Linked DNA regions of Rattus norvegicus: all the other regions are linked to region 3. A link is a contact called in public Hi-C data. All regions are on one chromosome and are shown on one strand. Each heading gives the region's core, a stretch centred on a gene start, on an enhancer-like site or on the middle of the called end of the contact. The rest is flanking DNA. Distances are from core to core; before and after follow the strand shown. Region 1 overlaps Map3k1 (mitogen-activated protein kinase kinase kinase 1). Region 2 has its middle 150 kb from the start of Map3k1. Region 3 has its middle 67 kb from the start of Ankrd55. Region 4 has its middle 170 kb from the start of Map3k1.

What was found. Hi-C and Micro-C count contacts between places; a contact is called where the count stands out from the background.
Region 1: a Hi-C map of Schwann cells shows a contact between it and region 3, with 9 times the contacts expected there. The contact joins two enhancer-like sites. A contact is called at or near these places in 9 of 12 Hi-C or Micro-C datasets (the A7r5 cell line, Schwann cells, frontal cortex and 5 more) and 1 of 1 datasets of contacts at active chromatin or transcription factors (oligodendrocytes).
Region 2: a Hi-C map of the A7r5 cell line shows a contact between it and region 3, with 4 times the contacts expected there. The contact joins two enhancer-like sites. A contact is called at or near these places in 5 of 12 Hi-C or Micro-C datasets (the A7r5 cell line, Schwann cells, kidney and 2 more).
Region 4: a Hi-C map of the A7r5 cell line shows a contact between it and region 3, with 4 times the contacts expected there. The contact joins two enhancer-like sites. A contact is called at or near these places in 2 of 12 Hi-C or Micro-C datasets (the A7r5 cell line and mammary epithelial cells).

The regions. Positions count from the first base shown.
Region 1 is chr2:45,123,467-45,130,843 of GRCr8, forward strand. All of the region lies in intron 2 of Map3k1 (mitogen-activated protein kinase kinase kinase 1), which reads right to left. Among named protein-coding and RNA genes, the nearest start is that of Map3k1, 21 kb to the right of the region's middle. Within about 2 kb of position 2,900, at least 22 of the 93 cell types and tissues checked have an H3K27ac peak or open chromatin away from gene starts, as enhancers often do. A contact at or near this core is called in the A7r5 cell line and Schwann cells, where this site is marked.
Region 2 is chr2:45,294,313-45,301,419 of GRCr8, forward strand. No RefSeq gene overlaps it. Among named protein-coding and RNA genes, the nearest start is that of Map3k1, 150 kb to the left of the region's middle. Within about 2 kb of position 1,704, at least 9 of the 93 cell types and tissues checked have an H3K27ac peak or open chromatin away from gene starts, as enhancers often do. A contact at or near this core is called in the A7r5 cell line and Schwann cells, where this site is marked.
Region 3 is chr2:45,577,118-45,583,999 of GRCr8, forward strand. No RefSeq gene overlaps it. Among named protein-coding and RNA genes, the nearest start is that of Ankrd55, 67 kb to the right of the region's middle. Within about 2 kb of position 2,699, at least 5 of the 93 cell types and tissues checked have an H3K27ac peak or open chromatin away from gene starts, as enhancers often do. A contact at or near this core is called in the A7r5 cell line and Schwann cells, where this site is marked.
Region 4 is chr2:45,310,265-45,318,010 of GRCr8, forward strand. No RefSeq gene overlaps it. Among named protein-coding and RNA genes, the nearest start is that of Map3k1, 170 kb to the left of the region's middle. Within about 2 kb of position 4,592, at least 3 of the 93 cell types and tissues checked have an H3K27ac peak or open chromatin away from gene starts, as enhancers often do. A contact at or near this core is called in the A7r5 cell line, where this site is marked.

The DNA.
Region 1 (7,377 bases), core at 1,650-4,149, 450 kb before region 3:
CTACTGCTATGCTATGCTTGTGGAGGCCTCCGCAGGTCCAGGTCTTGCCCCAGGTACTGTCCATATTCAGTGGCTCCAGGTCTGAGCACGGCTATGGGTAAGACTCGTGGTCGCTGCTGAGGATAGACTCTTACAGAAAGATCAAGTGGTCTAGCGAACTCTCAGGTAAGTGAGAACTTGGGGGCTTTAAAACCAGGTCTTTCTGTCCTCAAACCTTTCTCCTTGTCCACTTAAACCATGCTGCTTTCTATATAAGTGACCACACGTGCGCGCGCGCGCGCGCACACACACACACACACACACACACACACACACACACACACACACACACACCTTTTTTTACATAATATTTACTATCTACATGAAAACACTAAATAGAACATCACCCACTCCACCGTCACCTTTTGCCATTGGGTTCGGAGGATGATACCTGACTAGAAACAGGAAGAACATGAAGACTACTGCGGAGGCTGTTCTGGGGTCTGGGGTCAGTCAGACTTGGGACTGTTCTGTGTAGGTTCTAGGATCGTGTAATTCCTGTCAAATGCTGGGTATAATTTTCTTATGGCACGAGGACATGGCATCAGAAACAAAGCTTCCTAGAGCAACAAATACCCTTGCTGACCAGCGTATTTAAACGTGAGACTCCTGTATGATCACCATCTAGACAGAGGCTCTGTGGATCATACGCTTTCTGGGAGAGCATGGTCCAGGAAGGCACTCAACACTTTATTATTTTAAAAACGGCACTAACTTAATCACTATCCATGAGCATCATTTAAAAGCTAAAACTGTTAAGAACATTCAAGAAAGTAGCCAGTGCGAAGCATGGCCTTCTAGGCTGTTCTACACTACAGCACTACTGTTGTGGTCTCGGAATGCTCTCCCTTAGAGGACACGCAACCACCCTGGGTGTTGAAGTGCAGGGAGTCAGGAAACAGCGGGCTGGAGGGAGGCTGGGGATGGCTGCCAAGACTAAGTGGCAGTCCCAGCCACGCTGACATCCTACGCTCAACTCCAACTCTCTAGGACAGGCCTCTTTGTAGGCGCCTGGCCTACTTTACCAGGAATCGGGAATAAAAGCACAAGAAATGCTTAATTTGTATCAACTCATGAAATCATGGCTTATTTTTACTTTTAGACAGGGTCGCATATATCCCAGGTCGGCTGTGACCAAAGACAACATGGAGCCCCACACCTGCCCAACTTTACCTTCCAAGAGCTAGGATTACTGCCACATGCCTGGCTCACACCAGCCGTTGAGGGCTAATCTGAAAGCGTGGCTATTGCCATAACCGAGTATTTTATATTTTTAAAACGATCTTCTCAGGTCTGTTATTTGATCAGTTAATATTCATTATTTAGTTATCTGTCACTTCAAGATTCATCTTAGGCTCAAACAACACATTACTAAATGCTTGTGAATTACACTTAGTGCTTCTGACTTAGACACACAAAGATTCTACATTAAATTCTTTTTTTTTTTTTTGGAGCTGAGGACCGAACCCAGGGCCTTGTGCTTGCTAGGCAAGCGCTCTACCACTGAGCTAAATCCCCAACCCCTCTACATTAAATTCTAACTCCTTAAAGTTGTGGTGTTTAAAAGATGTGTGTGTGTGTGTGTGTGTGTGTGTGTGTGTGTGTGTGTGTGGCATGCATGCACGCGTGTGTGTGCATAGGTGTCAGAGCACTGACCATGGAGGCCGGTAGAGGATGTCAGAGCTCTCAGAACTGGAGTTACAGATGGCTGTGAGCTGCCATCTGGGTGTTGGGAACCAAACCCAGGTCCTCTGCAAGAGCAAATGTGCATGTTTGTCACAGCTGGGCCATCTCTGCAGCCCCTACAGTTGTATTACTCAGTTCATGATCTTGATACAAATCCTTTCACCAGCTATACAATACATAGGAACACAGTACAAATCAATTCAGATCGCAGTTTACATTAGCCCTTCAAAACTACCTTATATTTGAATAGTTCAGCAAAGTGGTAAAGTTAAGACAAATGCCTCGTTATTAATTAAGCCATGTTAACAAAAGTCTATCAACCCTCTAAACATCACGACTGCAAAATTCTGAAACCGCATTCCGTAGCTCGGACACTGGCAGGTTTGCTAGTGTCCATGCCCTCAACTTCTAGGGAGAGAACACACTACTGTTAAAAACAAAACTAAGAATGAAAAAGCTCGGGTGGATCACACCCCAGTAGATCTCTGGATTTGCAAGTGGATCTCAGGAATCCCTGTAGTGACTTGTAAAGGGATCATCTCAGGAGACACAGCAGCCCCACCCCTGAGAATGTAGCTCCTAGTAGATCCAGGCCTTAGCCACAAGCCGGTCACTCTCCCCAGTCACTCTTTAGAACAGCTCTGTCCGTCATGAGAGAAGACAAAACCACCTGAGCCAGTTGGTTTGCTACACGGAAATTACGGCCGAGCTCTGAACTGTGTCAAGTGCTGTTTACCTGGTGTTAGAAGAATCCCAGCTATTGGAGCCCTGCAGAGTTAGGAGAATCCCCTCTACTGCAAGATGGACCAATTAGAGCTGACTGCCCAGGCCTGAAAAACTAAAGATCATGGGAAGGGAAGGGGCTCAAGAAAAACAACGCTTTACTCAGTAGGGGGCGCTCCTTCCTTAAAAATGTAATTTAGACAATTATTAATAGCAAAGGTACCCGCCCACAAATCACTTAGAACAGAAGTGGCATTCTCTCTGACATCCGGCTGCAAGTATAGCTGGAGTCATGGTCTTCCTAAGGAATGTCTTCCTCACCTCGCTGGAATCCTGAAGCCCTTCATAAATGTCCGTTTCTTTTCACTTTTGCATAAGCTGTGACTTAGCTGGACCAAGCTGCTTTGGCTGGCAGGGTCTGACTCACAGCTGTTGGCTCATGCTTCCAAGTCTCCCATTGGAACCAGCTTCCAAGACAAGCGTGAGAGTGTGACAGAAGCTACCATTCCCACTAGAGCAGCAGTGACTCTTTCGAAGCACACACGCGCACGGCAGCCAATCCTTTTTGTCAGGAACGGCTATCTCAATTAACTATCAACTAGGCTGATAATGGACGACACAGTTATAAGCCTCAAGACTTTCAAATTGAAACAAGGAAACCACTTGGCAGTGGATAAAACTTGAGTTTTCCTAGCACCATGGAAGGAAGCACAAAAGTTCTTCCTCCGCGCTCTCCCTCGTGTGTCCGCCTGGGACTAGTGCCTGAGCTCCCTTCATGCTGTACCCCTAGGGGCAGGGCAGGTTTTTAAAATTATTTATTTTTAAACTTTTTTATTCAAATTGTTTCTTTGATGGGAGAGTGTTTTGCCTGCAATGTGCTTAAGTACCTGAGGAGGTCAGAAGAAGGTACTGGAGTTCCTGTTACCTGGGACTGGAGTGAATCGAACCTGCATTCTCTGGAAGAGCATCAGTGCTCTTAACTGATGAGCCATCGCCCCACTCAGTCTTTTAACAGTCTACAGGCTCACATTTCGAAGCCCCTAGGTCAGTGTCCCAGACACTTAACTTCAGCCCCCCCAGACCACAGCCCCTCTAACAGTGCAGAGAACCTTCCTCCAGCCTCCTGCACACGGCACTTTCCTAGCCTGTCCCTAGCACCAGATTTTGAATGAGGGCAGAAGTGGGTTACAACTCTACAAGCATTGTCTCAGTAGAAAGGTTGGCACAGAGAAGGACTACATAAGTACAAGCTGAATAGGGTAGACTGTCCTCCTTGGGCTGTGTCTACCTGAGGGCAAGACAGTCTCACTCAGCTTTCAGTCTACAAGCAGTGCTGACCGAGGCCCCTCAGGTATGCAGATGCTGAGAAAAAAAAAATGCTCTTCCCACAGGAGCCTCCAAACCAAAAAGATCCCTGTGTGGTGAGGGCAGTCTCTGAGGCCCCGTGGAAACATCTGCCATGCCCTGAGGGGCGCTGTGTGGAGAAGGGAGCTCAGATAATACTCCTGCGGTGCCCCAGGAAAACACCAAGACAGGAGCTTTTGTCTTTCGTGAACAGACCTTTCTCATTGCCTGAGGCTTGCCCATGTGATCTAGTTAATTTGATTTTCCTGAGGTTAGTGAGAAAACACAGCCCTGAGGAAGATCCAAGAGTCTGTGTCCCGTAGGTGGGCAGGGGTACCTTATCAGCAAAGCAACCTGGGAGGCAGCAGAGAACTAAGCTAGCCTGGAGTGGTGCCCAAGGATGGCAAGGGCCAGAACTGGCAACCCAGACACAGGGGGAAGACAGAGCTGGCAGGAAGTGTAAGACCCAAGAAGGTGAGCTGTGCTGTTTGCACACAGTAACATGAATGATGAGTTTTATTATGATATTTTCATACATGTGTGTAATATGCTGTCCACCATTACCCTCCTGATGCTTCATCCCATGGCCCCCTTCTTATCAAGTAGTCCTCTTTCTACTTTGGGGCCCATGTGTGTGACAGACAGACAGAGACAGACACAGACAGACAGACACACACGCTATTGCACAGACAACAGAAAATATGCCGTATTTATCCGAGTCTGGCTTGTTTTGTTAAACATCTGCACATTTTCCTTTGCATGGTTCTCCTGTGTCTGGGAATTTTCTTTACCTAGTCATCCGCTGATGGACATCTAAGCTGGTTGTATACCTTGCCAAGTGTGTAGGTAACTCAGCTGTATTCGGACTTAAGATTCTTTAGGAATCTCCTGGGGGTGGTACAGCTGGATCACACAGGAATTCTACTTGTGTTTTTCTAAGGAACCTCCACAGTGACTTCTATAGTTACCATTCCTACTAGCAGGCCACCGTCCCCACCCTCAGCAGCTGGTTTTCCAGAGGATAGGTTTTCCAGAGGGCAGAAATCTCAAAGCAGTCTTCCCTTGTGGGTTTTTAGGACAGTGTCTTATGTAGCTGAGGCTGGTCTTGAACTCCTATGTAAGTGCGGATGACCCAACCTTCTTCCTCCTAAACTCCCCTATGCTGGCTGGGATCACACCCATATAGTCCCATAGCCACGAGAGCTGCCTACTCATTTTTTTTTTTTTGGTTCTTTTTTTCGGAGTTGGAAACCGAACCCAGGGCCTTGCGCTTCCTATGCAAGCGCTCTACCACTGAGCTAAATCCCCAACCCCGCTGCCTACTCATTTGCTCAACTACTGACTGGGTTATTTTTATGAGTTTTATGAGTTTGGTTCCTTATGTATACAAGATATTAGCTCTGTCACATGAGCAGCTGGTAAACATGAAGTGTGGGAGCTTTTCTAATTCTTGCAGATATCTCTTGAGCCACTGCAGACTATTCAGAAAGTCTTTGTTTATGCTTGTATCTTAAAGGAATTAAGTCCCACAGTTATGTCTTTAGTTCACTATGAGCTGGTTTTGTACAAGGCGAAAGACAGGGACCTGGTTTCATTCTGAGTATGGATCTAAGTTTTCCCAGCACCACTCTGAAAAGCTATCTTAAATTAAGAGAAAAAATGTCAGAGCCTCAGGTGGCTGTACCTGTGGTTCATTTCCTGGCCCTCTCTTCTGTTCTTGGACACACATGCCTCTTTTCACTACAATAGTGGTGCTTTTATTTCTGCAGTTTTCAAGTTTATTCCAAGACTTGCAAGGCAGCAAAGATACAGAGTAAAGATTTAGGTAAAAAAAAAAGCACATGACTAAAATTAAATCAAGCAGCAAGACCCAGCCCACACTGTTCCTTATTCTGCCTAAGTGTGGTAAGACAAAACAATCAAATACAACTTTCTTATCTTATTAGCTACGTCCTTATACTGTCCATCTGAGAAAGCTATCCATGTACAAGAGAGTAAGCTGTCCATGGTGTTTCTATATGTCTCAAACTGGTTTCCTAAATACTTCTGAGACTGTGGTATGTTCTACCCATTTCTGGAGCATGCATATACTACCTACTAGGTGCTGCCACCCTCTGCTTCCACAGTAGCCATGTTTGGTTGTTACCAGTCATAGACAGGCTGAGCAAGTTGCAACATGGAGACAGATGGTGTCTGTACAAGATGTGAAAGGACAATTAGGATCACAGAAGAACGGACTGAAATGTTAAAGTATGCATTTACAACATTCTAACGCAAGTCCAAGAAAGCAAGAAAAAAACAAACAGAACAAAGCCAGGTGACTAGAGCACAGTGATGGGTCTGGGCGCATGCAGAACCATTTTCACTCAGGTTCGCAGCCTGTGAGCATGGGGAATTTGTGTTGTCACTGCTGTTCCCAGAGTCTGGCACAGCCCATTCTTTAATTTTTGTTTTTTTAAATGTAGAAATGCTCCTGGCTGCATGTACACCTGTACACCAGAAGAGGGCGTCAGATTCCTTTATAGATGGTCATGCAACACCATGTGGTTGCTGGGAATTGAACACAGGACCTCAGAAGGAGCGGCCAGTGTTCTTTACCACTGAGCCATCTCGCCAGCCCGTTTTTAATGAATCTGCTGAGCTGGTGTTGCGTTACACCTCGAACTATAATAATTTAGACAGAAAGACTCCTATGCACATACTTCATGTCATTATCATGACAAACGTGTCACCACAGATGGCTTTCTACTAACTCCCAATCAAGTCCCACCTAAACTTCCTCTTGGAGAAATGTGTCAGAAAAGCATGCTCACTACTTAACAAACAAAACTCTTTACTCCAAAACCCTGTGAAAATGTGTCCCTTCCTGTCTTAAGACAGGAACCAACCTAACAGTTCCCAAATGCTTGCAAACCATGCGGCTTCACCTCTCTCCAGCCTCCCTCCTCCCAAGGTTTGCCTAGAGCTAGCCTGTGTTTCCACCTGCCTTCTGTCCCATGCTGAAACACAGCACCTCCCACTTCATCACTCCAGAAGCTGCTCTGTCTTGGGACAGTCACGGTCATCTCCTGTGGCACTCATCTGCTGCCAACCATCTGCTCTCTGGGAAAGTCCTCTTCCCGGCCTCTCCTGTGTCCCTCACTTGGCAACATCCCAGATCCTCTGCAGGGTCCTCTCTGCTCTCTTTCAGGAAGTACTGGCCTTAGGGAGAAACCAGAAGTTTCCCTGCTGCCCTTTCAGAGACACAGACATGGTCTGGGCCTACCTCTCAAGGAATCACATTTGTCATTAGGGGCCGGCCATCCATTAATTTCTCCACCCGTCAGCATGTCTGTCAGTCATGTTCTTAGGAAACAGTCCTGAAGGCAAACTACTGTGAGCGCAGCGAGACACGAGATCAACTTTACACAAGTTCCTTTTCTCCAAGGAGTCTCAGATGCAGCGCACCCAGGAGACTGTCATCTTTTGGGGGAGCACACGCCTCGACTTTCTGCTAGAGTTCATTGTGAGTTTAGCTCTGGGTAATCACAAAGCAGCTAGCAAGCCAGGCGGCATCACCAAGCGGACTTCCAGAGCTCCAGCTCC
Region 2 (7,107 bases), core at 454-2,953, 280 kb before region 3:
GATGGCTCAGTGGTTAAGAGCACTGACCGCTCTTCCAGAGGTCCTGAGTTCAGTTCCCAGCAACTACACAGTGGCTCACAGCCATCTGTAATGGGATCTGATGCCCTCTTCTGGTGTGTCTGAAGACAGCGACAGTGTACTCAGATACATAAAATAAATCTTAAGAAAAAAAAAAAGAAGTCTTGATGTAGCAGGAGAGATGAGATCAGGATTCAACCAGTGATGATGAAGTGGGGGTGTGGGGGACAGGTAGCACAAAGGCTACCTGTCACTTCCGATGACTGCTAGTAAGAACAAACCAAGTTGGAGAGGCTGAAGGTGGAGTTTGATTATCATGACTAATTGACAATTAATATAAGCTGTGACGTGGTCCCTGCCTCTGGAGAGTTTACTGCCCAGCAGAGAGAGAGAAAGCCGCCAGGCTCATGGCTATACAAATAGCTCTTTGACAGGAACAATGAATACTGGGAAGGAAAAGTATGAAGTGTGTGAGATTGTGTAACGGGGAGATGGCGAAAGGGTCTGCGGCCGAGGGGCAGGATGTGGGACAAATGCCACATCCCTCATCTGGAGGCCCCGGAACCAAAAGGATATGCCCCCAGCAGATTCTAGAGTGTTTACATATGCATAATGAGACCTCGGTCAAAGGGGCCTAAACCTAAGCAAAAAGTGTGTGTGTGTGTGTGTGTGTGTGTGTGTGTGTGTGTGTGTGTGTATGGAGAAGTAGAAGGTAATTTTACATAATAGTTTCAGTGTGTCTGACTTTTGACTGCAACCAGTCAATGGAAGTCAAATGTGGAATTACCCGCTTGCAGCTCATTGTTAGCACTCTAAAGACTTCCGATGTGAAGCATTTTGGGTTTCAGGTTTCTAATTGGGGATGCTCACCTCTGCTGGGAGATGATGTGAAGAAAGAAGAAAACATGGAGGCATACAGAACGCAGTGCAGGAAGAAGAGAAGACAGCAGAGATGGACCAGTTGTGTGCTGGGAGCGTCTCTTTGGATGTCAGAGGTCTGAACTTGACTTGTTAGGCCATAAGGAAAGACAAAGGTCAAGGTTGTCCCAAGGGACCCTGGTGACAAAGGCCAAAGCAAAACCACATGAGAAAGAATTACAGGGCTTTTGTTTTTGTACAGAAAACCATGTCAACCACTGTGGACGGCCGGATGCGATATGGTGAGCCAGGGAGCGGCTGGGCTCATGGTACCCAGCCATGTAAGCTGTCCATGTGCTGTATGACTCAATGTCTCGCTCTGTTTGCTTGTCTCATATCTCACAAGGCAAGAGGTAACGGGGCAGGCAACACAGGGGGCGGGGCTTTCACATCCTATAGAGCCTGTAGGTTAAAGCTGGGTGCTCTCCAGCAAGGTCCAGTCAGTGCGAAGAGTAAAGGAATAAGGTACTCAGCGTGGACAGGGCAGCCGACTGGCCATCCCATAGGTCCTAGGGTTGTCTCTTTCCTCATCGCCCTCACCGGCATTGGTTCAGCCAGGGTGAACTTGGTTGGGTTTTGGCACAGCTCACCCAGAAGTTTAGAAGTGAGGCTCCCTACAGCATGAAGGAGGCTTGCCTCACCAGAGCCAGTCTCCAGGCCTCCCTGGAGGTTCTTTTTGAACGTCTTTAGTAAGCTTCCACGTGGCACACAGACCCTGTTAGCCTCTTAGCACATTTCTTACAAATCAAACCCACTGGTGGGCAGAGCAGGAAGATGTCTGGCTGCCATCCAGACAGTAAACAATAGAGGCAATTATTACACAGCCATTAATCTTGTCAATTACACATTAACCCAGGCGGTGGGTGTAAAGGGGAGTACAATCTTCATATGTGTGTGTGTGTGTGTGTGTGTGTGTGTGTGTGAGTGTGTGTGTGTGTGTATGTGTGTGTGCGTGTGTGTATTTACTTTTATTCATCATGAAAGAGAAAAATTTAAAAAGGACTGTATTTCTCTACTCTCCCCAGCTTCTCCATTTGTGGAGACAATCGTACCACTCTGAAAATTCCTCTAGCAAGTAGGTTGATTGTATCTTTCAATGTTTTCTTCCTGATGGCTGATAACGCAATCCTGCTGAGCATTCAGGAAACTGATTGTGTTGCTTTCTGTAAATCCACTACAGTTCCTCTTTCACTTTGAATGCTTCGGCCACGTGGTCTATATTAATATAAATACTAGCCTGACTGGATGATACAATGATTCGTAGCTCGAAGCAGGGCTTGGAATTCTTTTCTCCCGAGTCTGTTTATAAAGGACCTTCTTTCTGTTCATCTTTGAGCAGGTGTTACCAAAAGACATCCTCGCCCATTTGAAAACCTACGGCACTTGGCTTTGTAGTCTAAGGAAATGAAAATATTAACAATAGGGTGCACAGTCTAGAAACAGCTACATGCGTCCTTATTGGGGGTGGTGGTGAGGAGGCAGTTTCTCTTCAGACTCTTTCTCTAAACACTCACACCCCTTCAGTACTCTTGACCCTCTCATCCTCCTTCTCAAAAGCAGCTCTAAGAAATGACCCACATCAAGCCATTTATTTCTTCAAGGACAGTAATGAGCCTAAAGAAAACCTGTTCTGACCCCGTTTCTGTTGCCAACCTTATCTTTAATGATGGAATGAGAGGAATTTCAGGTATTGGATAATAAACCAAAGTTGAAGTTTTTAAGTTCTGTTCACACGGTGCTCAGACAAATGACTTTCTATTGGCAGGAAGGGCAATTTTCAGTGGGCACGAGTCACGATTTGAGTGGCTGCTTTCAGCTCTCTCTCCTCTTTGTGGAAGCAACGGCAGAGGGCAGGGAATGAGGGCGGGATGACAGGGTGAGTAGAAGAGAATGCCTAAAACATTACCAAGACATTTGAGACCTATTTAAGTAGAGCCCTAATGCCTGGCAGGTCAGAAGACCCAGGGATGTGGAAGGACAGAAGTATCTGTTCACAGCGAACATCATTTCTTCCTTGAGATGCCAAGAGAGCACCTGAGGAGAGTCCCCCATTTTCTAGGGCATGGGGGCATCTTAGAATGAAGTCCTGCTTGACTAACTGTCAGATTTGGTTCACCAACGTAGAGATGTACAAGGTGTTCATTAGACTCACCTTGATCCAATCTCTAGATCTAATAAATGTTAACGACATTTATTCTGGATCTTGGGTTTGGTAGCATGAGAGGGCTGACTCATCACTGAGGTCCCCTGAAGCTCTAAATTCCAGTGCTTTTTGAAATCTATGAAACTAGATTAAGTGGTGAAATTTGATATAGTGTTATTCGAACTGAAATGCTTAGCTTAGGACACTGTCAAAAAGTAAGAGGCCAGAGCGCAAGGGATAGCAGTCATTTCTCATGGCTTGCTTCCTCTTAAACTGGAGCAACTACAGAGTCAGAGGAAGACGTAGAAACTGCCGGTGGCAAATCGATACCAACAGTATTGTCAGCACACAGATCAGGAATACGTGGTTAGAAGGGTGGGGGAGGACAGAGAGATTCTGGGAATACTGCAGGAGTGTCAGTGTCTTCTAATGGTGGTGAGTTGATCTGAGAAGACGTGGGTTGTCCTTTGATTAGATGATTAAACATTTAAGCCACGGGAGAGTTACTCAAAAAATGAAACTGCAACTCAGCAGCTCTGGGGTGATCAGAGTATTTATTTCGCAGGCAGCTGGTTTCAGAACCTCAGGGAGAAGCTGTTCCATAAGCACCAGGTCTCATAAATCAATGAAGGACAATAGGGAAATTTAGAAAGGATGATTCTAGAGTTCACTGGGGTTTCTTTCAGGCAGAGCATTTCTATCTTCAATAACATCGTAGATACTTCCTAAAGAATCCCATTTGGTAGAGGAGTAGCCTTCATCCTAATAGGCTAGTTATCTATAATTCATTGATAATTGACAAAAATCTCTTGCATCCTTAATACTTTGCCAGGAGATAGAGACAGAAGGAAGACAAGAGACACTCACAATCTTAAAAGAATTTGGAGCTTAGCGGGAAGCACACTAAGGCATTTGCAGTAGGTAGCACATGTGGAAATCTTTTAACCTTGTAGCTAAAGCTTGGACCACCAGTCATTTCAGGAATTCGAGTCACTAGAGACTGAGTGGATCAGTTGGACCACAATGACTCCAAGTGTTTGTGTCTTTGGGCTCCTTGATAACTGCTATAGTTTGGGTCTTAAATGTCCTCCAAAGATCCCATGTTAAAGGCATGGTTTCCAGGTTGGCATTGCTGGGATTAGTAGGAACTTTAAGAGCTGAAGTTGGGTGGGAAGTCTTTGGAGTGCTTCCTTGAAGACAATGATGAGACCTCCGCTGATTTTTTTTTATTCCCTTTTTCTTCCTGGGTATGAAGTTGGTGATTTTTACCCTGCCATGTATTCTTGTCCATGGGCCATTTCATCACAGACCCCCAATGATGGTGCCAACTGGACAGGGACTTTATACATTGATTACCTTGGCCATTTAAACATCTTGTTACATTTATTTATATATTGTGTGTAGAACACATGAGTGCCAAAGTGCATGTGTGCAGGTTGGAGATAACCAGAGGGGGGTCTGTTTTCTCCTATCATGTGGGTCCCAGGAATCAAATATGGCATTAGGCTTAGTAGCAATTACTTGTCCCCAGTGGGCCATCTCATCAGCCCATCATGGGTGCTTTTAATACCAACATGAAGTGGCATTACTCCATGCTTAAACATTCCTGTAATTTCTAGTTAGGAAGTTGATGGTTACTTTTTCTTCATTAATAAATATTAATATTTAGTGGTGAAATGATTCTATGTAAGAGTTTGAGAATTTCTTCAACTTTTTAAAAGAAAGATCTATTTTTATTACTTTTATTTGTGTGTGTGTGTGTGTGTGTGTGTGTGTGTATGTGTGTGTGTGTGTTTTGATGTATATATTTAGTGTGCACGTTTGTGGATCTTCTGGAACTGAACTTACAGGCAATTAACGGGTGCTGGGAATTGAATTCCAGAACATCAGCAACTGCCTTTAATTACTGAGCTGTCCTCCAATATCTAAAATGGACAAAGAAACAGGCCTTCTGTGGTAGATCAGTGACGAAATCTTTTTCATTTGCTGTTTCTTAAAAATCTGTTCTGTAAAAGACCTTACACAGTTTCCTGGCTTCTTTTTCTCTCACCATCCTCTGGGGATGGTGAATGACGTATTGTGTTTGATCCTCAGGAAGACTCTACCAATAGTGGAAAGATGGGATTTTAGTAGTTTTGTTTGTTTGTTTGTTTGTTTGTTTTGTTTTCTTTGCCAAAGCTGATTTAGGAGCTGGATTGCTGATAGGTACTTATAGACCCTCTCATTCTGTCCTAGCCGGTGGAAAGGACGTGTGCCTTTTATAGATGTGAACAGCACGGAGTAAACTCATTAGATTGGAAATCCGCTCCCCTTGCTTTTTGCCTATCAACCTCAGGAGGTTAAAATGCCTTGTAGATTACTCCTCCTGCTCCCTGCTAGCCTTGAAAAGTGTCAACAGCTTAGCAATGTGTTATTTTTAAATAACAACTTAATCGTATTTGTTCTTAGAACTCTTGAGTTGATTCTACATAATTTTTTTATGTCAACCACAGAAACACCACATGATCATATTAGTAAATGTGGGGCAACTTAATAAAATGCTCTGTTCTTAATGTAAACTCTTCAGGAAAGACTGGAGGGAAATGCTTAGTTTATAAGCAACATGCCCAAAGGTTTATGGCAAATGTATGCTTTGTGGTAAAATGTTGTGTGCCCCAGGTGAGGTACCTCAGAACCAGAGATTGAGAAAGAAGTCTCAAGGGAGTCTTCTCTGGTAAAGCTCATCTAAAAGGGAAGTCAGCAGCATCAGGCAGGAAAGAGGTGAGGGTGTGGGTGCAGAAGAGATAAGCCCACAGGGCGTTCTGAAATGGAGCGGTCCATGGTTATCTCATCTCATAGCAAAAGGGAAAGCTCTGTTGGTGCCCAGCCTAAAACAGTTATCCCACATCACAACAAGCCTTTTAGGTGCCTACTCTTAGTTGTTGGCTACAAGTCACCTATCTGTGTTAACAGAACACTATTAACAGAATGAATCTATAATGAAAAAAATTATCTGGATCATGGCTGAGAAGCCCGAGAGCCTAACATTGGCACCCAATGAGTATTTTAAGTGGTATCATGCCATGACAGAAGAGAGAAAGGCTAGAGAAGATGGGGACAAGAGAGCAAGAGGACAGCAAGGGACTTGCTTTGGTAACAACCCCACATATGTGATAAGTAGTCTACTCCTGTGAGCACTCTATCAGTTCATTTTCGAGGGCAGAGCTCTCGTAATCTAATCACCTCTTCCATGTGCTCTGTCTCCTTCTTCAACTCTTTTCTCTGTGTCTCAGTGGACAGCACGCACCTGTCCACGTCTAAGGTCCCAGGTCAACCCTACACTTGGCTTCTTGAATGTCCTAGATGAAGGCATTTCTAGTACCGTTGCACTCTGTGTCATTTTCTGTTATTTCCCCCCTACCATATCCATTGCTCTACTAAAATTTCCCATCTGTTTTCCCTGACTACTGACTTCAAGCCATTTTTTTGATAAATATATGTACTTTCTAACTTTCAAGAGCTTGCCTGAATACGTAAAAGAATAAAGACTGAATAAATACTTACTTACTGACTAAAAGTAGACTTGTGTCTTCTACTAGGCCAAGCATCGTGGAGGAGAATATTGTTTTGGAATGATTTTGAAATCAGGAACTATGAACTATGTTTGTTTTTTAGTGTTCCATGGCTATCACTAATAAATCATCAGCCTCAAGTTTCTCTAATGTGATTTTGTGCTTAGGCTAAAGAATTGATTAGTGGGGGATTATTTTAAGTGCTCCCTCTTCAACTTGAAGCCTTGCACATGCTCTGTGCCTCAGACAGGGCTACAGTCTCTGCACTTACGCTCTACCATCAATACCCTCCAGACTCAAGTGTCTAGCCCAGTGGGGACACAGAGGGTTTCCAGTTGTCCCATTTTAGATTCTTTGTCTTAAAGAAGGCTTTGTTTTTGTATTTTAGAGATGATTTGGAAAGCATTTCTGTGCATAAAATATGTTCAATCGATCTGACCGGTCAGCCAATAAACCTCTTCTACTAGGCTAAAGAGA
Region 3 (6,882 bases), core at 1,449-3,948:
GGAAGGACCCCCACTTCCTGCTCGCTTCACCGCAAATACAGTCACATGGCTACTCATCCCTTCGGCCTTTACCAACGTTCAAGGCTAAGGTAGATCTTCTGTTCTTTCTCAGAATCAGTCTGTGCGTCAACCACAGCCCCTTCTTCCCACCTTCCTTTGCTACAATCTAGACTTTTCTCTCAAGCCACCTAGAGGGCTGGGAGTCACTGCAGACTCCTCTGCCCTGAAACATCTGCCTTTGACCCCATGTTCCCCAGCTCTTGTAAATCTTTCTCTTTCTTTCTCCACCAAGCTTTTCAAAAATACAACCTCATTCCCCCTTCCTCCTTACCCTTTCCTTAATTTCCTGAGATCTAGCTTCCATGTCTTTAACCACGAGTGATTCCCATCTGTCACACTCTTACATATAATAATCCCAGAATCTCAGCCGCCCTCTGTTGTCGTCTGCATGGGTGACCTGCTCCAAACTCCCATGACTCCCATGAGCCTGCACTTCTGTGATTCTCTTCCTAACTTTCATTGATTCATTCATTCATTGATTCATTCCTTCATTTGTTTAAGGTAATATGTGGCTGGGGAAATGACTTAAAAGTTAAGAGCACTGGCTACTCTTCCAGAGACCCCAGGTTCAATTCCTAGCAACCATGTGATGGCTCACTAATGAGTCTAACTCCAGTTCCAGGAGATCTAATGCCCTGTCCTGAGCTTTACAGGTATCCATGCACACAGTTGGTGCACACACATTCATACTAACAAAACAACTATACAGAGAGAGAGAGAGAGAGAGAGAGAGAGAGAGAGAGAGAGAGAAAGAGAAACAAGCACATTTATTTTCTGGTACCTACCATAGGTAGGGACAGCAAGGATCTAGAGGTGAAGAAACCTGAGTCAATGATAATTCTCACAGAGAATCCATCTTAATTGAAGATGAACTGCCAGACCGCTAAACAGAAAGCATATGGAGGAATCTTGGTTGTTAGGGCAGCAGTGTGAACACTGACTTAGTAAATAATGAGTCATGGAGAGTAAGGCAGGGCCAAGTCCCCGTAAGTCTAACTATCTGCTCTTGTTTTATGTGTTTCTGTTTTATAAATATTTTATAGGTAATTAATCACGTGCAGGATTTCTTTATTTAAAAAAGGACAAGCTAAAGAAATTTAATATTTTCCCAATCCTAAAACAAGAACTCTCCTACCTGAGTCTCTCCTTTCACTGAAATCATCGTCCAGGTCCTCCTCTCATCTTGCCTGAATATTCAGGACCAGCAACCTTGAACTGTTCCCTTGTGCCTGCAATTCCCTCCCAACCCAAAGCATGTATAAAGCATAGCATCTTTCAACTCAAGTCACGTTGTCAGCACCTGAGTCCCATCAGCACCATAAATTATCCTGACACTTCAATCAAGTTTCTTCAACCAAAATGTATGGACCAGCACATCAGAGTTTGCTTAGAACCAAGATGGAGTTGGCTTAGCTAAGGATAAGTGTGAAGATGGCAATAGAGTCCTCAGTGGGCAGAGGAGAGAGGCCAGAGGCCAGAATGCAGAGGAGAGTGGGACCCAGAGTCAACAGACCCAGGACCCAGTGCTGTCAGGTGCCAACAGGACCTCAAGCTTAGCCGCTTGTCTTCTCTGAGCTTCAGTTAACTCATCCATTAGATGGGAGAAATCTCTCAGAAGAATGCTTGAAAGGTTAAGCACACGTTGCCTATGAATTTGCTATCCCACAGTTGAGTTACCACTAATTAGTGACACTGGCTTCAGTTAACTCCCTTTCACTCAGACTTCCTCGATTTTCAGGACTATGGCCCTGTCCACTTCCCTGGTTGAGTCTGCATCACTACAAGATAAGCTGCTATCAAGAGTTTCTTATGGCACCACAGGGGAGGAAACCCTTATGGTATAGCCTAAGTGAGAGACTCAGAAGAAGAAGCAAGAATGTGGGGAAGGAAGGAAGACAGAAGGTGAGACAGAGGGCCTTGCTACCATGGCAGAGGGTATAAGAAGCACAAAAGGCCCTGTGTGTGGTTGGGGAAAGAGGACTGGGAGGAGAAGATAACATAAATCTGTGCAGGGACAGCAGGAATGTCACAACATGAGACACAACCTCTTGATTCCCAGGCTGAGTCAGGATCTCCTTAGTCAGACTCAGCTCACAAGAAGCAGAGAAGGCCTCAGCAGGCCAAAAAGAAATGCTTCTGTGAAGCTCCGGCCAAGCTGTTGGAGCCTAGTGTGGAGACATGGGGTAAAGAGGAGAAAGAGGGGATCCAGTTCTTGTTCCTGGTTGTCATGTAGGTCTAAATTCCAGCCGATCTAAACACAACCACCCAAATTTAACCCAAAGTCTGACCATAATATCGCTGGGTTTAATGAAGACACGGATTTTAGACATGCTTCAGGTTTGATGGTCCCTAGAGATGACAGGTTTTTCTTTTCCTTTTTTCTTTTTTTCGGAGCTGGGGACCGAACCCAGGGCAGCAAGCGCTCTACCACTGAGCTAAATCCCCAACCCCGAGATGACAGGTTTTGAAGCTCTTTTCCTGAGGTGACTGCACTGCAGAGACCCAGAGACCATATGTGAGCTGGAATGCCTGGTTCAGTTTAAAACACAATTCCACACAACAATGACCTTCTTGCCTTCTCTGGGTTTATTCCCGTTCATTCCCCACTCACCCCCCTGCCCCATTTTTCAGAATTCTTCTTCCCGAGATGAGTCAGGAATTGAAAATGCTTGGCATCCTAGTTGAATAAATAGTATTTGTCCATGGTGATACTGGTCAGTGGCAAGCGGCCATTGCTCTGGGACGAGGAGGTTTGAATACAGCCTACATGTCTGCCAGCAACCCTGGTCCTCTATGGGTGTCAGACCACTGGGCTATAGGCTTTGCTTGGGTTCTCTTCCAGCTAGCTGGGCTGACATACACAGAAGGGAAGTGGTAAAGGAAGAGAAGAGGAAGAGACTGATGGAGAGAGGGGAAGGAGTGCTGCTCTGGTACAAATCTACTTGTCCGTCGTACCTGGAGTGTAGGTGGGACCCATCCAACTTCGTTTACAGATCTTGCAGGTATTATGAAGGCTAGAATTTTGACTCTCACCTTCTGAGTGAGATCCTGGCATTCCTTGTACCACATCAAACCACTGATGTAGGTGGGCGAGCAACTGATTGGAACCCACCTCGTTATGCTTCCTGAGGGCCTCAAGGGATGCTCTGCCCCAGGGACATGTAAGCCTCTGCCTTCTCCTCTTCTCCTTCAGCCCACCCCATTGGGAGAGCTGTGTGTTTTGGAAAGCTCTGGAAGATACGTATTCTGAGGCTCCGCAGGCACAGAAGTGTTCCAATACCCCCTGAAAATCCCAAAGGGTGTGGCACCCACGTAAGAATCACCTGACTTAGCAAGCCCTGCTCAGCACCAGCGCTGACATTAGCCTGGGAGCTGGAGAGTTTCCTTTGCTGTGCAGGACGTTTTTGTTTCTCTCCTTTTCCACAGCTTCAGAATCTCCGCTAATGTTTTATGGTGAACACAGTTAACTGTACAACTTAATAGGCTGCACTGAAGCATTTGCATACAGGCTCGTGTCATGCCTTGGTTCGTCACTTTCTCTTTTTGTCCTCCCCTCCCCCATCCCGTCCCCCTTCCTTCTTCCCCATTGGTCCCACTTCTATTTCCAGACACAGGTATCCGTTTGAATGCTTTTAAACCCAAGGGCTTCAAGGTTCACTCACACCCAGAGTCCACGTGTGATCGAACCAGACTTCTTAAAGAGAGTATGGGCAGCATGAACCGTCTTCCACACAGCCAGGGAGTCAGAGCCTGAGATAGAGTCACTCACCCCATTCACCAAGTGCGCCGCATCCACTAGGCACGGCTCTGCTCCGGGAAACTCATCATTCTTAGAGGCCTGCTTGGCTGCTCCTGCTACTGCCTCACCGCGCCCCTCTTCTGGATCCTTTCCATTCCCAGCCCTGCAGTCTAACCCCGAGACCTCCAAGGCCACTCACAGCATTCCTGAAAACTTAGAAGAGGGGCTTTTTGTGTGCAGCTTTTTTTCCCTCCCGGACCCTGGAATGCATCTTCACGGGACCTGCTGATTTACAGCCTCGCTGTCTTTCAAAGAATTCTCTGGTCTGGGTTGAGTCAACAGATGTGAGAAAGAGGCTTGTTAAAGGTTCTGTCGAGGGAGGAGGCCAGTTGTCTCTTGCACTAGCAGGGTGCTTTCTTTAACCCTGGACCTGGCTCAGGCCTCCGAAAATGAACCATGGTGTTCAGCATCGGTGTAGGAGATGACAATGCTCCTTGTGATGCAAGCCATAAGCATATCATAAGCCATACACCCTAGCCAATCTTGCTCCCGAGCTGCTATTACACCCCGTGTCAAGTTTTGACTTTTACTTACCATACTGAACAGACTCAAGTTTATTTCAAGGGTTGGCCCATTTTCTAACCGCACAGTAGTTATTCTGTTTGCCCACTGACAACAGTTGCTACATCCTGTTCCTGCCTACCAACCTTTCTAAAAAGATTCCATTCATCCATTTGTTCCTTTGCCCATTTTCTCAATGATCGTCACCATATTATAGAGTTAAGAACCCATTAATAGGTGAGTAGAACTGGCTGGTGCCTCGGGGACACTACCCTCACCCCTGCTCTGGGACAAGCTACTCTCTCCACAGCTGAAGGAATGCTGGTGACTCAGAACTAAGTCCTCCCTGGGAGTTGTACTTGACCAAAGGGAACTCTGTCCCTCGGGGAAATGTCTCTTACTGGGACAGCCAGCCTCCAAGGACTGATTGATGAAGAGGTACAGGGGTCTGGGCCTCTCTTTCAATGAACTCATGCAGTCTCCTGGAGCATTGTTTAAACTCTTAGGATCAAGGCATCGGTCGAGCGCCTGTCACAGCTACACCACAGTCCAGCCCCCATCTCTGCCATTCCCTGCTGCTGTGACTGTCTTGGCTGTTACCCCCAGGAACAACCCTGCTCCACGTAAGCCTTCTGCACACAAATCCCTAGCTCAGAGTTCGGTTCCCAGGGAACTTGTTCCAAGACACCTGCCGTCATGAAGTGTGCGTACTAGAGGGGAGAGAGAAATAAACAAAACAAATAATCACGGTATGTGAAAAGTGAAATGCTGTGGGAAAAACTAGAGCAGGGTCAAAGAGTTTCAAATACGGAATGAAAGCTGATTGTCATGACATTGTGTGGGTGGGTTGGGGTGGGCGTGTGCGTGCGCATGCGCAAGCCGGCGCAAACCAGAATATCATCAGCCTAAAACTAGAGTTGCCACAGTCCTGGGGTAGACTTTCTCCTTCTCAGGGAACTTCAGTCCTTGCTTATTGGGCTTCAGTTACTGAGATGACCACACCGTGGAGAGAAATCTGTTTCATTTAAAGTCTACTAATTGTGGGTGTTCGTCACATCCGATAAGAGCAGCATCTGAGGAAGCACTAGATCAAATCACTGGGTTCACTGGTCTCGCCAATGTCACTAGAAAACGAACCCTCGCAGCTGCTCTGCTTCTTCAGGCCTTCACTGGTAGTTGATTTCATTGTAAGTTCTCCCTTTTTTGAAAAGCTAACTTCAAGTCCCATAGATCAGTTTGAAGTGCACAGGTCAGCAGACAGGCATGGTCACACACATCTTTAATCCCAGCACTCAGGAGGTAGATGCAGGAGGGTCTCTAAGTTAAAGGACAGCCTGGTCTACATAGTGAGTTCCCTGCCAGACAGGGCTACATACAGATACCCTGTCAAGGAAGAAAAAGGAGGAAGAGCAAGAGGAGGAGGAGAAGGAAGAGGAGGAAGGAGGAGGAAGAGGAAGAGGAGGAGAAAAAGGAAAAAGGAGAAGAATGCAGATTACTGGCTGTTAGTATGTTCACAGTGTTGTGTGACCTTTACCTCTGTCTAAATATGTGCATATGTGTTTGTGTGTCTGCGTGTGTATATGATGCATTTATACGAAGATACAAGGATATGCATACACATATTAGTGTTTTATTTCTGTACCTAATTCTACCTGTTAAAAGCTCTAGATTCCAAGTTTCGATGGATCAAAATCTTTCAGTGAATACCCTCCTATGTGATGTGTGGTCCTCTGTCCCGCCCATCATCCATTGATTTGGACCTATTTGGACCTTTAGTCCCAGCACTCAGGAGGTAGATACAGGAGGATCTCTAACTTGGAGGACAGCCTGGTCTACATAGAGAGATCCAGTGAGTGGTCATCTTCCCTAAACATCTAGCACACTTCCAGGACCATAATCTCTTTCAAATCACTTAATTACAACAATAAAAATGTAGATTAAAATGTTTCCTGTGCGTAAAATGCTTTTAACATCATGCTCCAGCAGACTCTTTGACGGTGTCTCCCAGCAACTTTGAAGGACCGGCTGGGACGTTCATCTATGCCTGTGAAACTGTCTTCCCCAAGCAAAGCTGATTTTATGGGTTTAAATTCTTGAGTTGTTCAATTATGTGACATGAGCAAACACACATTGTTCAATGATTCCCAATGTGACACAAAAGAGAAAGATAGCCACTGTTTCCTTCTGATGGTGCCCCCTCGATTTCACCCCACACTTTGTAGAAACAATAATGCTTCTTTCTAAAGAGGTATGAGATTTTCTCAAGGCCTAAGATTAGAAAGGGAAGGAGGAGGTCACATGGCTTTGTGGGCCATTTAGCATCATCATCCAACCGTTAAAAATCCTATAGGAAATTTTGACAGGAAAATCACTTTTTGGGGATCCTTGACTGTAGTTTCTAGACCAATTTATACTGGAAGATCCTCTTGGTTCTCGGAGACTAATCTTTCCCGGCCGGATGCATTCTAACGTATGTAATCATCAATGTGCACATAGGTGTTCTGCAGCCAGCTTTCAAGAGT
Region 4 (7,746 bases), core at 3,342-5,841, 260 kb before region 3:
TTGTTTGTTTGATATTGAAGTATAAATAGCCCAGATCTCTTGAGTTTCTGAGCACCTCAGGGGATTTGCATAGTCTAAAAAGTAAGGATCATGTCATTTAATATTACTACAGAGTAAGCCTTTTGATCAAGATACAGGTAAAGAAAGTTTTACAGACTTACTCAGATTTGGGGGCTCCTGGGGATAGGGCAGATATTCTTTTATTTTCAATTAAAAGACGGTGCTTTCTGTTTGAAAACTTTCTTAAGGGAGGGTTTGCTGATGACGGTGATGAAGATGGTGAAGATGAAGATGGTGATGATGGTGGTGGTGATGATGATGATGATGGCGGCTTAAAGAGGAATGACACGTGAGCAGAATGGTAGATGATGCTTGCTGAGTGTTTGCTGTGAGCCAGGCACAGTTAAGTGAGCCTTAAAACATTCCTGAGGAGGGTTCCAGTATCCTAAACCTGAAGAATGAAGAAAGAGAGGAGGACACAAGGATTTGTCCCAAGATGCACAGAGTGCATCAGTTGGTGTTGGCCTTGAACCGGCAGCCTAGCTCCCTACCTAATCCCTTCCCTGAGCTGTTTTGCTTGTCAAGATCCTCCAGCACATGCTGTCCGCACCCTCAAAGATGAAAACCTACAAGAAAAAAAAGTTTCCCTATGGTTTCAGCTCTCAGAGCTGACCTTTTCCGCCTCATACGCTCTACCACTGCTTTTAATCCAGACAGCTCAGGGATGTGGGGAGGGCTGTGGGGATCCTGGGCAGGAGGGGCTGTAAACTTGGGTGTTAGTTGGTGTGGACTCTGGAGAAGCTGAGCAAATTGGAAGAAGGTCTGTCAGGGCTAATAGAAACCTGAGATGCCATTGGGACCGCCCCTCCACAAAGCTTCCCTTCCTGTGCAGAGCGAGAAGACAACGGTGTCAGGCTTGTCAGGGATCTCCAATGGGGAGGTAGGAAGTAGAATCCTCATCTAAATTGCTGTGACCCAACAAAAAATTCCAGAGCCCCTTCTTCTAGGTTTCTGAGCACCTGCCACCTCCCCATCTGTGTTGGGGCAGTGAGCTCGGTGGTCTAGGCCTCTTTTAAATGTGTGGACAGAGCACTTGTATTGAGTTTTCTGTTGACTATTGCTTTGCCCTGCAGTTCAAGCCAGTTCTCTATAAAGCAACAGGTATTGAATTTCGCTCAGTTTCCTTTTAGGCTTATCTTCCCCTTATCTGGCATCTCTGAACTTTCAGGAGGTAGTCAGCAGGTAAGAAGTGTGCCTTCAAGTGGTCCGTTTACTCAGTCTCTTCAGGTGTTAGTGGTAACTGGCAGTCAACAGAGATTTTAACCCAGGAAGGGGAGAGGAAAACAAATTTGAATCAATGTCGATGCCACCTGTCCTTGAGTGAAGGCTCTATAGAATGCATAAGGAGACACTGGCTCTCCCTTCTGAGGTTTGAAGTTCTAAAATGGAGGTGCTTCCTGGGGCAGCTGGGTGCCAGCTATCATTCTTGTCCTCCTGAAGGACAATTCTGTCTCCTCCTGGAGATTGGTTTGCTTACTGTACTAAGTAATAGGGTGAAGAGTTTGCTAAAACTAATGGTTTGTCTTCGTTGAGGTTTCTGGAAACAGATCCCCAAGATATGGATTTCTATGCAAGCGACTCAGTAGCAAAGCACTCTGGGAAGAAACAGTCAAGACACTGGGGTGCCAGACAGGTCAGGGGGAAAAAAAGAAGGATGGGGGAATCTCACGTAAGTGCCATAGGTCATTGGATTTGCAGACAATTATAAAATCTAGTTTGCATTGTAGCCTGGGTCATCTCAGCAGAGACAAGGGGCTAGTCCCTTATATGGCTTCATGATTTGGCTATGATTGTTAATCCAACAGGGTGAGAATAAGACCATTACCAAATTTGAATTTGAGCCAAATTTGAAGCACGCTTTACTGGACAGAATGATGAGCTCTTGCCAGATCCATCCCATTCCCAGAGAATGGCCTCAAATTATGTTAGCCAGGTGTTTATAAAGGTGACACCCATAGGCTATATACTTCCCACCTTCATCCAATCTGGGCGAGCATGCATCTTGACATCCTTCCTGCCCACGTACCTCCCACCCACCCACTGTGATCAAGCACATCCTGTGTAGTTGGGGCAACCAACCTTGTTTACAGAAGTGAAAGCACATGACTTGTTATGAACAGTAGCCTCCAGCATTCTAGAATGTCATCTGTCCTTGGGCAAGTGAGGCTTACAGGTTAGAGGCATTTTTGTTTTGTAGCTCTCTTCAGCACAGACATGTAAACGTAAAGCATACTTTTAGTAATCATGTGACATCTGCTTTCTGTGAATGCAGAGCCCCAGGTGTTTCCTGCCTTGGGTGCTCCCAGCCCACACAACCCTGAAACTCAGGGCCAGTTACTTCGGAAGGTTTCAGTACGGAGGTGGCATCACTTATTGACAGATACTGCCATGACAACAGTACTGTGTAGTTCCACTTCTGGTTTTGGAGAGTGATGGTTCCTCAGCACAAGTGATCAAGGAAGACATCCTGCGTGCGCCGACTCATTTTTTTCATGAACAGTGAGTGTTCGAAATGCTAGGCATACATTTAAAATGTGTGTCTAGGAATAAGTGTTAGATAACAGTGCAATCTCTTAAGTACATAAGCTGACTCAGAGTAAAGTGCTTGCTGCCAAGCCTGAGAAACTGAGTTCATTCCCAGCGCCTCTGTGGCAGAAGGAGAGGCCTGACTCCTGCAAGATGGCCTGCATGAGTGTTTAATGCATGTGTGTGTTTAATGCATGTGTGTGTTTAATATTTTTCAGACAATATATTTTGATCATGTTTTCCCCTCTCCCAACTTTTCCCAGACTCTCCACACCTCCTTACCTACCAACTTTCCTCTCTCTCTCTCTCTCTCTCTCTCTCTCTAAAAGACAAACAAAACAAAACAAAACAAAAAACCAAAAATTGCAAGCCACAAAAGCAAAACAAATCCATACTCCCCCAAGAAGCAAACAACATTCCCCTACAAAAACAAAATAAAAAACAGGTAAAAGACCAATAAGACAAAAATGCCAAAACAAAACAAAATGAAACAAAGTACACAAAAATACAGATGAGGTCTGTTTTGTGCTGGTCATCCACTCCAGGAAACACACACACACACACACACACACACACACACACACACACACACACACACACACACACATTCAGTGTAGAAACTAAAAATAACAATCAACATCACCAAGCGTGACTACATGTTGGGGACCGAATGAACTGTGTGATTTTCCAACAGCACCGCCCACTGTCCTCTTCACAGACTTATGAGGTAGGTGGTCATATTTCTTTCCTGTTTTAAAATGGGCCGATTGAGTCCCTTTGGTGCTTAGCTTCTCCAAGCGCCATGGCAGTGTTTAGAATAGATTTAGGACCATCTGACAGACCAGCATCACTGCTACCTCTCGCACACCAAATCCCAGCATTTATCAGCGTGTGTTCCAACATGGGACAGAGCCGGTGTGCCGGGATGGGAGGGCCTCAGGCTTGGTGGCCAGTAGGAGTTCTACCCAGGCCACCTAGTCCACTGCCAGCTGTGCGACTTGTGGCAAAGCCCTCAGACTTGACCATGAGCTTGGCAAGAGCTCACCTGTCCAGGGTTGTCATTTCTGTTGTAATGATCCAGAAAGAGCTGGCATGCTCTCTGTCCCTCAGTACATCACACACGTTATTGATTTTTTGTCCCCCAAAATGTTTGGCGTGTACAGAAAAGGAGATAGAACACACTTGGTTTTCATATCTCAATGATTAGAGCACTTTTCTTTGTGGGGGAAAAGCGAGCCTTGGACTTGTCTGTACTGGGAATTGATCTGTGGTGCTGTCAAGATACATCAGGTGGGTGGGTATATGGAAGCCTTGGCTGAACTGCCAAGACCTCACATTTCTCCTTGAGCTGGACTTTGGTATGTTTTTCTCTTCCAGAGAGAATTCAATTTTCCCCAGAGCTTCACCATACTCCCACCCGTAGCATTATAGTGACTGGTTATATAGAGACATCTCCTTTGAGTAGAGGGGTCATGCTGATGGGGCAACCAGTACTCCAGAGTCACTTTGTAGGAGATAGAAGAAGAACCTCAGTGTATCCTCCTCCCAACACTCTTGGCTGAGGAAACAATGGCAAGAGTGGGGACATCTAGACTGTCACTGCTGCTTCTGAGTCTGGTGTGGATCTCAATAGCAAGAGTCGGGGAATCAAGATCTGGGTGGGAAGAAAAAAATCCCTTTCATCTCTTTCTTTTGCTTCTCCATTTACCATTGTCAAGGATGGGGGACAGGGGTAGAGTCTCAGCTGTAAGTCCAGGAGCAGCCTCCTGTCAGTCATGGGGCTCACCCTTCCCCCTGCCCTTTCTCCACACCTCTCCTTTCTTCCCCACATCTCAAGTTGGTTCACAGAACTTCTTCCAGATCTAAGAAACTAATTGTGAAATATCTTTGTGATTATAGTTTAAACGTTTAATTAGAAGCTGGGAATGAAGCCTTCAAATGCCACACAATGAAAGCCCGAGAGTCTCCCAACATAACTCTGCTTTCCATGAATGTGGACTGAGTCACCCATCTGCCTTCTGCTCTCACCCCTGCACCGCAGCCCTTGTCTTTCCTGCTGGAGTCATCCACTTTCCACATCTGGATTTAGAAAGTTGCTGAGCTCTCACTCTATCTCGTCCTGCTACTGTTCTGAGGTAAGGTCTTGAAGAGTGGCTGCCTTGTGGGGCAGTGGGAAAAGGCCATGTTCCTCGAGTTAGGGAGCCTTGGACATCAGTTATCAACTCATTTCTGTACATGGGAACAGGCTACAAAATCCTGATCAAAAAAGCAGTAGAAGAAATATCTTGCTCCTATGACACAGTTATAAGGGAATCTTGAGTGAGCGATGGGAAAACATGTTGCTCATTTCCTTTTGTGGACTGAGATAAAAATGGCCGCCATTTTCTTGTCTATTTCTAGCTTTAGGGCCCTATGAAGGAATATTTATTTTCTTGCTTTTGGTGGGAGGTGGATATTTGTTGATTTAACATTTGTTGAGAATATTTTGGCACTAGAAAAGTACACAGATAGTCTGTTGCCTCTGGCCAAAATCCTTCTCACCTCCTTTGGCTCTCATAGCTGGAAGAAACCATTGTACTTCTCATCATAGTCTCCCTGTCTTTACACTGGCTTTCTGTTCCACGTGTCTCCTATATTATATCAAAGGCATGTGGTGCCTGAGAACACGGCTCAGTTGATAGAGCACTTTGTAAGCCTGGGACCTGAGTTTGATAGAGCATCCATGGAAAACCTATGTATGGTAGTGCCCTGGGGGAGGATCCTTGGGGTCTGGTGGCCCATCAGTCTAGCCAGATCTATGAGGTCCAGGTTTAATGAGAGGTCCTGTCATAAAAGATAAGGTTGAAGGAGATAGAGGAAAACATCTAATGTTGATCTCTGGTTTCCACATATGTATATATGTGTGCATGAACACAAACAGAATCACACAGGCACACATACACACAAGTTCTGCATGATAAAGGATGTTTTTCATGTCATATTTGCCTGATTCTAGTCAGCTCTATTATATGTGGTATTATATAGGCACTAGGTGCCTGTTAGTGCTAAATTCATGGCCATGCGGAGAGGACAACTAAAGAGTTACAATAGCTGTTCCTGGAGCAGGGGCTGCTGTTGACTCACCCGTGCTTCCGTGGCCAATTCCAGGGTTCAAATGTAGAAGAGTGATACCTCAGCCGTTTGCCTGAGGGCATTCCTGGTCCTTGGTGCGAGCTAAGACTATCAGTAAGAACAGGGGTTCTGATTGTGCTCCTCAAAGGAAGTGAGCTGGGGAGATGGAGGAGAAGGAATAGCATTCCATGGCTAAGCCCATGGATTGGACAGAGTGAAGCTGTCACCAACTGGGCCCAGAGGATGGTTCATTGAGAAGCCCAAAGCAAACAAGACAAAGGGCAAACCTCCAGCAGCCAGTGAAGGACCATGAGGACCAGAGCCATCAATGTCACAGACAATCCAGATAAATCAGAGGAGGGCTATAAAGTGGAAGAATATCCAGGCAACAGCCAGCGAGATCTTTGGGAGAAGGGAAGAAGGTTCCAACCTGTACAGAGAGAACCTGGCTACAATGGGGTACGTCTTAGATGAGAGCCAGGGGCAGGAATGGAGCTGAGCCTGCACTGCCAACGTAGCCCATAAGGAATGCAGTGTCAGGCTTGGCCTAAAGCCCCAGGGATTTATGACTTATCTGCTTTTAGCAGCTTTATATTAAATTCTTAGTAGAAGCATGTATGCTCACACCTCTGTAGGGGGGCCACATAGGTGCCTCTCGTTCCACTAAGAAGCAGGCCAGAACCCTAGCAAACCTATTTCCTCCTTTCCAGGTATCTGACTACGCAAAGTTCTAGTATACCCTCAGCCTTGATTTTGGCTTGAGACTTACATGCAAATTCAGAATCCTGTAGTCATGTTATGGGTAGTGTTGAGATGGCTCAGGGGGTAGCGGTGCATTCCACCAAGCTTAATGACCTGTTTGATTCCCAGAACCCACACGACAGAGAGAATTGATTCCAGAGAGCAAGCTGACTTCCATACATGTGCCATGGCATTCTCTCTCTCTCTCTCCCTCTCTCTCTCTCTATGCTTGAAATTTTAAAAAGAAACCATATGCTCAGAGAGAAGGGCTGAGGGAAACTTCTTATGTTTGAGGTCTATGATAAATCACTGTAGGATTTACGCACTGACATTACATAAGAAGTTACACATTGAGTAACTGTAGCCACTAACTTGAGACGTTGCACTCTGCTGTGCTGTTGCATGTCTACAGTCCCAGCATTCAAGAGCCAGAGACGGACAGATCATGAGTTTAAGCTCAGCCTGGATTACATATGAAGACCCTGTCTCGACACCTCCCAATCATCCCTCAAGAAATCCAATCCAACTCAACCCAACCCAACCCAACAAAACCCAACCAAAACCCAACAAAACCCAACCAAAACAATCCAAAACTCAGGTATAATCTAGATCCACCTTTCCCACCAGCAGTGATAGGAGCCACTTTAATTTCTTTTTTTCCTGATTGCATGGTGGAACACCTGGTGAGTCCCAGTTGTCAACCCTGTGTTCTGGGTACCAGGCCCACACACATGCTTAGAACACACCCTGCTTCGTGAGAAAAGCCAGCCTGCTTTTCTTCTGTGCTAAGTTTTAGAGGATTTAGGAGATGGGAGTTTCTGGGTGGGGTCACTGTTTATGTCTCAGGTGGCATTGCTGTTAGGAATCTAGTGGCTATCCCTGGAAACCATAATTATCATAATATTCATATTTGCATAATGATTTGCAATTTAGAAAGATATCTTGCATGTTCAATTTCACTTAATTGCCAGAGACATCCTGTGGAATCAGCGAGTGGCTAGAATAGACATCCTTATCCCTAATTTATACAGGCACAAAGCGGAGGCAAGCCCTAAACCCTCATGGCTCTCCTAATTCCAAAGTCTTAGTATCATTCCAGATCTTTCAGAAGATCATGAACTCCTCAGTGGGCAGAGGTACCCCAAGGCCACTTCCTTCTTGCCCCGAAAGCTGTTAATGTGATACCAGTCTCACATTAGACAGTGATGAGGGATTGTTGAGTGAAATGCAAACCCTTGTCTGGGAAGATGGCTCTTCTGATAAACTGCTGTCAGGCAAGCACAAGTACTTGTGTTTGATCCCCAGAAC